3 separate regions of the Rattus norvegicus genome follow, and regions 2 and 3 are each linked to region 1. A link is a contact called in public Hi-C and HiChIP or PLAC-seq data. All regions are on one chromosome and are shown on one strand. The core of a region is the stretch at or near the end of the contact, and the rest is flanking DNA. Distances in the headings are between cores, read along the strand shown. Region 1 holds the start of Vars1 (valyl-tRNA synthetase 1). Region 2 holds the start of Nfkbil1 (NFKB inhibitor like 1). Region 3 holds the start of Bag6 (BAG cochaperone 6).

The links. A called contact is a pair of places that touch in the nucleus more often than the background predicts. HiChIP or PLAC-seq counts read pairs in DNA pulled down with a chosen protein or histone mark.
Region 2: a contact with region 1 is called in a Hi-C map of mammary epithelial cells, with 3 times the contacts expected there. The contact joins the promoter of Nfkbil1 here to the promoter of Vars1 in region 1. A contact is called at or near these places in 3 of 12 Hi-C or Micro-C datasets (frontal cortex, hepatocytes and mammary epithelial cells).
Region 3: a contact with region 1 is called in an H3K27ac HiChIP or PLAC-seq map of oligodendrocytes, with 5 times the contacts expected there. The contact joins the promoter of Bag6 here to the promoter of Vars1 in region 1. A contact is called at or near these places in 1 of 12 Hi-C or Micro-C datasets (hepatocytes) and 1 of 1 datasets of contacts at active chromatin or transcription factors (oligodendrocytes).

What each region holds. Positions count from the first base shown.
Region 1 is chr20:3,823,219-3,827,106 of GRCr8, forward strand. Vars1 (valyl-tRNA synthetase 1) reads right to left here and starts at 1,733. Exons shown (of 30, transcript NM_053292.1): 1 at 1,646-1,733; 2 at 1,027-1,445. The coding sequence starts at 1,413. It overlaps LOC108349032 (a long non-coding RNA gene), which reads left to right and starts at 1,989. Exons shown (of 3, transcript XR_010060960.1): 1 at 1,989-2,127; 2 at 2,296-3,888.
Region 2 is chr20:3,593,589-3,597,476 of GRCr8, forward strand. Nfkbil1 (NFKB inhibitor like 1) reads left to right here and starts at 1,731. Exons shown (of 4, transcript NM_212509.2): 1 at 1,731-1,893; 2 at 2,288-2,564. The coding sequence starts at 1,837. It overlaps Atp6v1g2 (ATPase H+ transporting V1 subunit G2), which reads right to left and starts at 999. Exons shown (of 3, transcript NM_212490.2): 1 at 729-999; 2 at 345-445. The coding sequence starts at 810.
Region 3 is chr20:3,691,216-3,695,103 of GRCr8, forward strand. It overlaps Bag6 (BAG cochaperone 6), which reads right to left and starts at 2,114. Exons shown (of 26, transcript NM_001414741.1): 1 at 1,866-2,114; 2 at 1,093-1,213. The coding sequence starts at 1,200.

The sequences.
Region 1 (3,888 bases), core at 483-2,982:
AAAAGGAGCAAACATGAAGCAGAAATGAGGCTTTGCTAGCCCATCAGGACATGAAGAAACCAGTCAGGGTCTGTGTGGTTCATTCATTCCCCCCACCCCTCCAAGAGACACCAAGTATCCACCGTGCACTCCCTCTCCTGAAGGGGTGGAGCTTCCAGTTAAGTATGGTACAGGTCTACCCCGGAAGGGCTCACAGGAACAATCCGGCTGGTTATCTGTCCTCTCCCTTCCCCCTCCTTCAATTCATATCTCCCCTAACTCCTCCCAGCAACTATCGGTCTCTCCCCAGCCTTTTCTACAGCTCACACCTGGTGTCCCTGTCACATTTGCCAACCAGGGCCTTGTCAACCTCACACAAGCCAGGGGCCTGTAGGGAGAGGGAAACTCAATTGGGAAAATGTCCCCAACCAGATCGGCCTGTAAGGTGAATCTGTGGGGACATTTTCCTAACTAACGACTACGTGGAGGGCCAGTTCGTGGTAGGCAATACCTCCCCTGGTGACAAGCTGTGGTGAGCAGGCAAGTAAGTAGCCATCCTGCAGTGCCTCAGCTTCAGTTCCTTCCTCCAGTCACTGGCCTGACGTCCTTCAGGGATGTATAACCTTATACCTTGGAATAAATCCTTTCTTTCCCAAGCTGCTTTTGGTCATGTTGTTTTTATCATGGCAACAAAAACCCAAAGACCATTAGAGACTTAGTAATGCCTGGCACACCCGTGCGGTTCCAAGCCATTCAGATAGAGTGAGACCCTGTTTAAAGATGCACACACACTCCAAAACCAAAAGTGAAAACACCAAAAGCACGCTCCCAGGCGCTCATCTACCACACCCCCTGAGGAAGGGATTACATCAGCTTGGGTTCTCAGACACAGAAGACCAAGGCTGAAGAACTTAAAGTGTTCCCAAAGTTACTACACCAGGCCGCAAACAGGGATTTGACCGCCTGACAACCTACTTCCTTCCTTGGGATTGTTTCCAATCCTGCTTGTTTACTCAGAAGTTCTCCCTCCTTCTTCTTCCCTCTCACCTGGGGATCCTGACCAGGACCTCGAAGTCCTAGAGCAGGCAGCGTCGCCCCGCAGGCAGCTGGTGTGAGCTCCGTGTCGGCATAACTGACCCACTGCTGGACCAGGACAGCTGCCCGGCTGCCCCCGGGTCCTCCCAGGCCTGCTGGCCACAGCAGCTGAGCTACAGCCGGGGCCCCCCACACCCACAGGCCGCCAGGCCCCTGCTCCAGGGCGGGCAGGCGAGGCGGGGGGAATGGAGTCCGGCTGCTCGGGGGAGGCTGCAGGCAGATGCGAGGGTGAGGGCCTCCCCACCCGGGACCGTCCCCAGCTTCCCCGTAGCGGGCAGCGATGAGGGCTCGCAGGCTGGGGAAGGCGTCGGGGTGGGGAGAGACGTAGAGGATGGACATGGCTGTGCAGGGTCGGAGCGCGGTGGAGTGACCTGAGGAGAAACCGGGCAGATAGAGGAGGGGACGTGAGCACGTGCTGCAAGGCACGCAGGCGCCGGGCCGGGATCTAGGCCTGGCGGAGCAGCCGCGAGCAGCGCCTGGAGGAGGAGGCGGGACCCCAATCGCCCGCCCTCCCCGGGGTTGTGAAAGGGGAGTTCGCGCCGCGTGTACGTACTGAAGGCGGCGATCCCACTTGGCCGGGAGATCTCCTCAGCCGGCCACGGCCGCGGCCCCACAGGGCGGCCGGGGAGGAGGTGGCGGGCGGCGGAGGCAGCTCTCCCGCAGCGGGAGAGCGCGGCCGGGCCAGCGGCACCCACGTGTCCCCCTTTGTGACAGCGCGGGTTTCCCGGCCCGGGTCCTTGAGGGGCGGTCCGACCCCGCCTGTGCGTGCGCGATCCCGAGGGTCCGCGCACGGCTCACCGCAGCCAGACGGGTCAAGGAGGGGCTAGGGTGGCTCTCGCTGCAGGAGGACCGGAACGCGCGCGCGGAGACGAGCCTGTGCCTGGATCAGGCGCCGCCGCGGGCAGCCCGGGGTCCTCGGGTCAGGCGCCGCCGCGGGCAGCCTGGGGTCCTCGGGTCTGGTGCGCGCCAGAGTATGAGCTGGACGAGTTGTGGGATCTGGGGACGCTGCAAGCAGTCCCTGTCTGCCGGGAGTTGCTGCTGTAGGGAATAAAGGTTAGTAATTCCCCGGCGTTACTGTGCGGTGCGCACCACACCTGTTTGTGTTTATTTTCTGCCCTTAAAAAGCGTACTGATTGGGTGAGCTGCAGGAATCCGGCCGTGGCAGATTTTAGTGGCAAGGTGCAACCGCCAACTCACGGGAGATCCTCGGATCTTTCCTAGGTAAAACACCGGAAAAGAGCTCGAGGTGCTGAGAGCTCACGGCTTGGGATGGAGCTGAAAGAATAAAGATTTTTAAACTATCCCCCACTGACCCTGCTGTGAGGCCCAGTGCACCTCAAAGTTCAGGACAGGTAGAGAAAATAAATACAACTCTAAAGGAGACCCTGACCAAATTGACCATGGAGACTGGCATAGACTGGGTGGCACTCCTTCCCTCTTGCTCTCTTCAAAACAAGAAATACCCCTTCCAGATTCAGCCTTACCCACTTTGAGATCTTATATGAGGTCTCAGCTCCTCTGACTGTATTAGATGATGTTATTAAACCAACATATCATAGTAATAATAATTTGTATGCCAGGCTAAAAGACCTACAGGTGATACAGAAAGAAGTCTGGTCACAGCTGACAGCAGCCTATGCCACGGGGACCCCTGAGACAACTCATCAGTTCCAGGTTGGAGACGCGGTCCTGATACAGAGACATCGTGCGGGAAACCTTGAACCATGTGGTACTGTTGACTACCCCCCACCTCGGTGAAGGTAGATGGGATCCCTACCTGGGTACACGCCTCACACGTGAAGGCTCCCGAGTCTAGTCAAGATGAATGGTACTGTGGTACGGACTGATAACCCTCTTAAGCTGTGCCTTCAGAGGGGGGACCCGGAGTCGCACCAACCCCCATCAGCCTAGAACCTATACCTGGGAAATAGTCAACCAGGCAGGAGACCTCGCAAATTCCTCCTCCGTGGTCACCACCACCACACCATGGTATGATTTAGAGGTAGATCTCTGTCGGCTGGCCCTGGGGGCTGACGCAGCCTGGGGCACCTCAGATCACTACTTGCCCCAACAAAAACCTGTTAATACCCAACAAAGGCATAGCACTGTCCCAGGATGCTATAGTGCTGCAGCCAGGACATACTTGACTATGGCACCCATATATGTCTGCCGGGGGTCGCGCAGAGATCACTCTCTGACCACAAGGTGTGCTATGCCCCGGACTACTATTGTGCCTCTTGGGGATGTGAGACAACTGGGGATACTTACTGGAACCCATCCGCCAGTTGGGACTATATTACAGTCAAGAGAAGAACCCCCCGACCCAACAACTTAATTCAGGACCTACACCCTTAACTCGAACTGTGTTAATAATTGGTGTAATCCCTTAGTCATCTCTTTCACAGGAAAAGGCAAACAACAACAGTGGGAAGGCCGGGGGTATGAATGGGGCCTTCGTCTATACATATCAGGGAAGGACCCCGGACTTACTTTCAAGCTTAGACTGAAAGTACAGAACACCCCAAGTGGACCAGTGGGCCCCAACAAGGTCCTGCCCAATCAAAGGTCCCCAAAGGCCTCAGTGCCACCACTAGCCGCTCCAGCAGCTCTACCCTCGAAGGCGCCCACGTCTCCTCCTAGGGGACATAACAGTACTAGCTTGCCAGTCACTAGTGTACCTTCAACCCTGTCCTAACTAGGCACCCTTCCACTGGGGATAGACTGTTTAACCTTATCCTTGGGGCCTACCAAGCTCTCAACCAATCCAATCCTAACGACACAGAGTCCTGTTGGCTGTGTCTAATGGACAGTCCA
Region 2 (3,888 bases), core at 481-2,980, 230 kb before region 1:
CACCCCACAAAAACATGTAGACACCAAGCAGGTCAGCATAATCGCTACTTCTGAGACTGTAAAATCCCCACCTCCTCACCACAATGACCACAAAACTGTCCCCACCATCAGGGTTTCCACACTCCACACAGACTGTGAAGGCTGCCCCCACAAGTCTCATGTACCCTTTAAAACCCCCAGACCTTACAGATAACTGTCAAAGCTTTACCAATGTGTGGTCCCTGTCAGGGCCTTCTCAGCTCTCAGACACCCTAACTTCTCGTTGAGTCACCTACATACATCTTACAAGAGGCACCCACAATTTGCACTGGGGTGAGTCCATCCCTGCTCTCTCCACAACTCACCGCCTGCTGCTTGCTCTGGAACTCCTGCTCTCGCTCCCTGCGGTATTGCTCCACCTCCATTTGAGCCTCCTCCTTCGCCTGCTTCAGTCGCCGGGCCTTCCCTAGAGGCAGAAGGACAGTGAGTATACACACACACACACACACACACACACACACACACACACACACAAACACACACACACAGGTGTATTCGTGGGATCACTACCCTCCAGAAAGTTATTCAGTCTCCCGTCAAATGCTAGACTGTAAAACCCACCCGTTTCTTCTATCCTAATAGTCTCAGTCCCCCGATCTGACCTCATTGTCCTTGGGACTCAAATGTCTGTTATTCCGTATCCCTAAATTCTCCTTCCAGACTCCTAAGAGAGGAAAGAGGTGGCTCACTCTTCCTGGCATCGGCCACCTTCTCCGCTGCCCGCTTCTCAGCCTGGAGGAGCTGCTGGATACCCTGGGACTGACTGGCCATTTTTGTCACTAGAGAAGATGCTGTTCCGAAGGCGACCAAGGTACCAGTCGGCTCCCACCCTCCAGCGCCTACTCCTCCGGTCCCTTGATGCGATCCTCCACTCCCCCTGGGTCTTAGTGCTCCCGTTTTCACTCAGTCTCCTGCACCGGGTGGGTGTCTCATCCTCACACCGATGACTGGTCCTCCTCTCGAACCTCACTGATGTAGTATCCTAAACGGCCGCCCGAGGGCAGCAGAGACCAGCCCTGTGCTCACTACGCAGCAGGTGCAGGGCCTCTCCGTGTCACCAGGGTCCATAGAGATGGGGCTGGGGGAAGCGGAGGGCAGCGTTTGGGTGGGAGGAGATCTTGATTGGTGGTCTCGAAGGAGACACAACACAAAGGCGATGAGAATGGTGTGGGAAGGTAAGGATGTGCTTGGGCACAGTACGCTGGGTTTCACTTATCACTCCCAACTCTGTGTCTCCACGCCTCCCTCCGCCCTTCCCCCGCTTTTCAGCCTCCATCTTCTCTTTAGACACCCCACCCCCCCCCAAAACAGAACGTCTGCATACATCCCCCTACCCTGTCCTACGTTTGCCTTGTTAGTGTCTACTCATGTGTTTTTCTTTTTGGATTTACCCATATACTTGGCCTAATTGTGATTAGATGGGGGGGGGGGTGTTTTGAGACAGGGTTTCTCTCCATAGTTCTGGCTGTTGCGGCAGCTCCCCCTGTAGACCAGGTCTGCCTCCGCCTCCCTTCGGAACCTCGCCTCTAATCTTCGGCTTGCAGGTGGAACCTATATCGCAAATTGTCTTGTTTCCCCTCCGGAGGCCTAATCATGAGTCACCCAGTCGGGGCGGAACAATTTCCGGGATGGGAGCCACACAGTTCATTTCCGCCCGACACTTGCGCGTGTGCCTGCGCCATTTCCTGCAGCCTTGCGTGCCTCCTCCCTCCACACCTCCCTTCTCCGAGCGTCCTTAAACCCAGGCCTCCGGCCTCCGTCTCTGAGGGTCCTTGAGGGGGGCGGGGAGCAGGTCTGATGAGTAACCCCTCCCCCCAGGCCCCAGAGGAAGAAGCCTCTACGTCTGTCTGTCGGGTACATTATATTCCATTTCTAGATCGCTCTTTGAATTCGTGACTTTTCTTCAGATTTGTGGCTAATGAAAATTTACCCCGTCTGGCCTTACTTGATTTTTTTTTCCTGTCCAAAGTTCAGAATTAACTTTTTTCTTGGGCTCTGAAGCCTTAAAACAACTATGTATCATTTTCTCAAGAAATTAACATCAAAAATTAAGTCTGTGACCCGCCCCCCAGCCCCCAACTCCACCCCACCCCCGCCCCAAACTTGTCATCTGCTAAGGGATGAGAGTTTCGAATAGGCCTTATCTCTTGCTGGAGATGCGAGGGGGAGGGAATGGGAGGTAAAGGGAGAAACTGGAGAAAGAGCCGAACTGGGTCCTCACCGCTGCCGTTTCCCACTTCTTCCTCAGCCCCAGAGTTCCATGGCCTCCGTTTCCCGCCGGCACCGCCGAGAGCGACGCTTCAGGCGGTACTTGTCTGCAGGACGGCTGGTGCGAGCCCAGGCTCTCCTCCAGCGACATCCCGGCCTTGATGTGGATGCTGGGCAGCCCCCGCCTCTCCACAGGGCCTGTGCCCGCCACGATGCCCCTGCCCTGTGCTTGCTGCTGCGTCTTGGCGCCGACCCTGCCCACCAGGACCGCCATGGGGACACGGCGCTGCATGCTGCTGCCCGCCAGGGCCCTAATGGTGAGTCTGTAGGAACTGGCCTTGAGAAGCTAGCCAGATCTGAACTGAAAGCCAGTTAACAGTTGGGAAATAAAGGCCTGGTGTGGTGGCACAGGCTTTTGACGCCGGCAAGTAGAGGCAGGAGGATCTCTGTAAGTATCCTGTCTACACAAGTGAGTTCCAGGACTACATAGAGAGAGACCCTGTCTCACACAACAAAAATAGTTGGGAAGTCAACTAGTTATTTGGTCCTTGGGAACTGTTGAAGCCATTGACCTGGTTGGTACGAAACCACGCCTTTCTAGTAACAGATAAGTTTATCAACTAAGAGGCGTGCAAGTGCGTCTGTGTTAGTGTGGTGTGGTTGCTTTTGTTTTTGAGTCAGGGTCTTGCTGGGTATCTCAGGCTGGCCTCAGCATCCCCAGATCTGAGATCGTAGGCTTGTGTCGGCACACCCAGCCCGCACCTTGCAGCTTTCTTTACATGAAGTTGACAGCTCCGGGTCAGATCCCAGCAACAAGGAGCTGGCCCCACCCACCGTCCCCTCCTCCCCCAGATTAGTACGCTTCTCTCTGCACAGTTACAACAATGGCAACCTTTGTAATATGCCACAGATGTCTTACAAAGTATCCATGCCGTCTGTTGTCACATGATCAGCTGGGATGGCCAGAGGACGTTAAACTTTTGGGAGGTGTTATTTATGCCCGAGTCATGTTCCTTGACACATACCTGGCCACCAGTTTCCCTCCTTCTCACCAAAATTCTGTAACAAAAATCTAACTGAAGCTGGTGGTGCAGGCATTAATTAGCCCCTCTGGAGGCAGAGGCAGTCAGGTCTCTCTGCATGCTCAAGGCCAGTCTGATCTACATAGTGAGTTCCAGGCTAGCCAGAGCCACATTAGAGAGACCCTGTCGCAAAATAACAGCCAAGCATCACAAGTCCTCGGTTATGGCTTCAGAGTGCAGACAGCCTTTTTGTGTTGTTTGTGCTATGGGAAGATAACCAGCCCAGAAACAACATAACCACCTAGAAAGACAGGAAGTTCACAGTGGTACTACCGTAGTCCCAGCCTCAGGAGCTCTAGGTTCACCTCAAGGCCATTCTGGGCGGGGCCTAAGAATCTTAAAAAGTGAAGAGAAAAAGCCATCGAGCAATTCTAACCTCCAGAGGCTGCGGTGACAAGTTTTATCTCACTGAGGTTAACACTCATGTTTTCTACCAAAACCTTGTGCTCACCTGCCCCTACTCCCCCAACCGCTTGACCTAGACCCAGACCTTGTACTTCTAGATGAGTTTTGCCAAATCCCATAGTCCTGAAAACAAATGGAAGGTGTTGCCTCTGCA
Region 3 (3,888 bases), core at 864-3,363, 130 kb before region 1:
TTGCAATACAAATTATTATAATCTGTATTGCAAATACCAATACAAATATTTCCATTCACATATAAAATAAAAACAAATAAGATTTTTTAAAGGAATTGAAAATACACACATCCCAAAAGAACCATCACCACCAATGGTAAGTAATACAGGGGTTTGGAACCAGGTTCTGGAAAGGTAACTAATGAAGAAGGTCAGAAAAGAACACATGGTTCTATACAATTCAGTAGTAAGTACTCTATGCTAAGCCCAAGGTTCAAGGCCCAGTAGAACCACACACCCACACACCCACACACAAATAAATGTTCTAAGACATTTAACTATGTAAGACCCTACTTTACAAAAAAAAAAAAAAAAAAAAAAAAAAAAAAAGACGAAGCCAAGGCAGATGTGGTAATCTACAATCCCATAATCCTCTATCACAGTGTGTATAATCCAAGCACATAGACAGTAAAGGCGAAATGGTCAGAGGCAAAGGCAGCCCCGCTATGTGTCCCCACCTCCCAGAAAGACACATCAACCCTTGGTAACAGGCAGAATTAACTATCACACATATCTACTCACAAAATCTACGTGGCTTTTTAAATATCTGCTTTAGAAAACCACGAAAATGACCTGCGCATGATGGTGTCTCAAAGAATTATGCAGGAAAAACAAAAGATAAACGTGGCCACACTGAACTTAGCTCAAGACTCAAATTATGCCTCAACTATTGGCGATTCTACTTCACCGTGTATGGAAGCAGGTTTCTGTAACCTATAAAAAAGAACAGACACACCATACTGGTCTGAGGTCCCCCTGTGTTGTGTCTGGTCCCAAAGGCCAGAGCCATGCCTGTCCCTTTGGGCTGGAGGTCTGCACAGAATAGGTATAGAGTTCTCCTCTGTACCTCCCACTTCTGAGTTCTGTCAAGGTGAGGACAGGCTAAACAAAATCTGCCTCACTCAACGGTAACCACACCTCCCAGCTCAATAGGAACGTCAGATGTCCTACAGAGTAAGGGACAAAAGGGTCAATGACAAGAAAATCAGGCTCATCCTTCACAAAACAAACGAGCAAAAGGGGTGTCATCTCTACAAAGTACTGGTGTCTCACCTGGGCCCCCACAATAAAAGTCCGAGTCTGAGAGTCCAGGGTCTTCACCAGTACCTCCAGGCTGTCAGGCTCCTCCATAGCGGTACTGGTACTATCACTCGGCTCCATGGCCGACAGCTCTCTAAGGAAGAACGAGGAAGGGGGGGGGGGATGGTTCGCTGTCGGTCGCGCTGTATTTTATACACCCGGAAGCCTCTCTGGACCCAATCTCCGCCCCAATCCCTTGAAAGTTTCACATACACAAGCACATATATTCATCCTCCTCCTCCTCATCCCCCCTTTTTGATTCGGGGGCACAGGAATAGAAACACAAAGGGTATGAGATCGACGGCATAGGGAGATGAAGGACGAGAGGTGGGAGGGGCTCTACAATGCCAATCACAATAGGGAGAGCCAGTTGGGCTAGGAATCGGGGAAGCAAGCACGAGACCGATCAGAGACCAGTGTCATCACCGGTCGCGACCGAGCAAGCGCCCGAGAGATCGGGAAATCCTAGGACAACGCGAGGGGGGGGGGGAGGGTCGCGCTAGACTCGGCAGAGAAAGTAGCTTCGCGCACGCGCGCCACCACAATCGAACCCGCCTAAATCACCACAGACCCAAGACCACCGACACTCACGGGAGGCTGGATGGGCTCGCTGACCGCCCCCTCCTTCCGCCTCCGTCTTTCGTCGGTATTCCAGCAACACGACTTAACCAACACGCGGCCAAACACATACAAACACATACACAGCCCACCACCCTGTGGCTCCGCCCCCGACTTCCCCACGGTACCGTCACTTCCGGTCTCCCCCAACCTGGCACCAAGGGCCACTTCCGTTTCCCCGATAGTATTTGGGGATCTCGAGGCGGTACTTCCGGCTCCCCCAGTCTCCCCCGATTTACTTTCGTGGGGCACGATGAGAAAGTCCACAGCCCCGAGCAGTGAGTTTCTGGGGGGCGAGACGGGCCGGGGCCGGCCTAGATGGGAGGGAGCCGACCACCCGGAGGAGCCGCCGCCGCCGCCGTCGCCCGGGGGACCGCACTGCGCCTGCGTGAACCGCGTACGCGTGCGCACACTTTAAGTATTTCCCCGCCCCCCCCCTCCGGCTGTGTGCGTTTCTTCCCTGCTCGCGCCGTTGTGCTACCCGACCGGGGTGTCTACTGTAAACGCCTGAAGAAAAATTACTGGGTGGAATGCTGCACCTTCCTGGGGAAAAGAGTCTGGGATTTCTGCGTATTGCACCTCGTTAATCAACGTTCCTATCTTGACGGACATAGAAATTTACAGGCACAATTCTAACTACCCAAACCTCTGCAAGACCTCTGGTCCTCCCGTCATTCCTGCTCTTCCGGAAGCCACTCTTTTCCGTGGACGGCTTGGGCGTTCCGCGGGCTGTATTTGCTTGTGCTCAAGTTTAGTTCCTGGCGGGATTAGGGTAGTTGGACGTTTTGCAGACTTTGGCCGTCCTATTGGTCTTTGATTGAGAGCACTATGGGAGTGCCATATTTAAGGATAACTAAGCATACTGCTTTTTAGGAGCTTTTTTAAAGAAACGAAAGAAAAAAAAACGGGTGCCTTAGGGATCGGATTGAAAGACAAGGACAAGACTTTTGAGAAAGGAGATTGGAAGGCCAGCCACCGAGGGAGTTAGTTGAACAGGGTGGGACGGTTGTTTCTCTACATTCTTCCCCACTTATTCTTAGATGCCAATACTGATGAGAGTTCCAGTAAGCATTGTATATTGAGACTTTTATATGCTGTTTCAGTGTTAACTCTGAATTGCCCGGAACCCATAAAGACAATGTACCCCACACCACCACCCAGGGCAGGGTCGTGTGTCACTCTACTAGACTGTATTTACGTTTTGAGGTTTTTTTTTCCTCCGAGACAGGATTTCACTATGTAGATCTGGATGTCCTGTAACTCACAGAGATCCACCTGCTGGGATAAAAGAACTTAAATATTTTTTAAAATGCTTTTCTGGGGGGTGGCTGTATGGCCTTCGTCTGTCACAGCACAGCGCAGGTGTGGAGATCTGAGGGAAAATGTGCTCTTTCACTGCGGGGACCTGGGGATCAAAGTCAGGTCCTCTAGCTTGGCTTGCCATCCGCCAAGCACCATCACTGCTGGAACACTTCCCTAGACACACATTTAGTATTTTATTATAAAGATTTCAGGGGCTGGAGAGATGGCTCAGCGGTTAAGAGCACTGAGTGCTCTCCCAGAGGTCCTGAGTTCAAATCCCAGCAACCATATGGTGGCTCACAACCATCTGTAATAGGATCTGATGCCCTCTTCTGGTGTGTCTGAAGATAGCTACAGTGTACTCATACACATAAAATAAATTAATAAATCTTTAAAAATCACTACCAGAAGTTGCACAGACGGATATTTGCTTCAGACTTGATGTAACATGATCTCATTTAATCCCCTGAGACTAATGGGTTGCCCATCCCAGAGATGGGGGTAAAAAATAGAAATTAATACAATTGTCCCAAGAGACTAGATTGTTGTTACCACTGAGTTTGCTTGGTATGCATAAGTTCCCACATCTAAGAGTCGAGTTAAGGGTTAGACCCACTCTTAATACTAGGGTTACACTTCTTAACCATTACAGTCTAATAGAATGTCTTCACTACTACCAAAGTCTGAATAAATGCGAACCCATTTGTCAGTGAGCTTTCCCCTCCTGTGTTCTTACTACTTCCCCTACCTACTATCAGATCACAAGAGAAATTCAAGCTGGGCGAAGTAGCACAGCCTTTAATCCTAGCAGTTGGGAGACAAAGGCAGGCAGAAGATTTCTATGCGTCC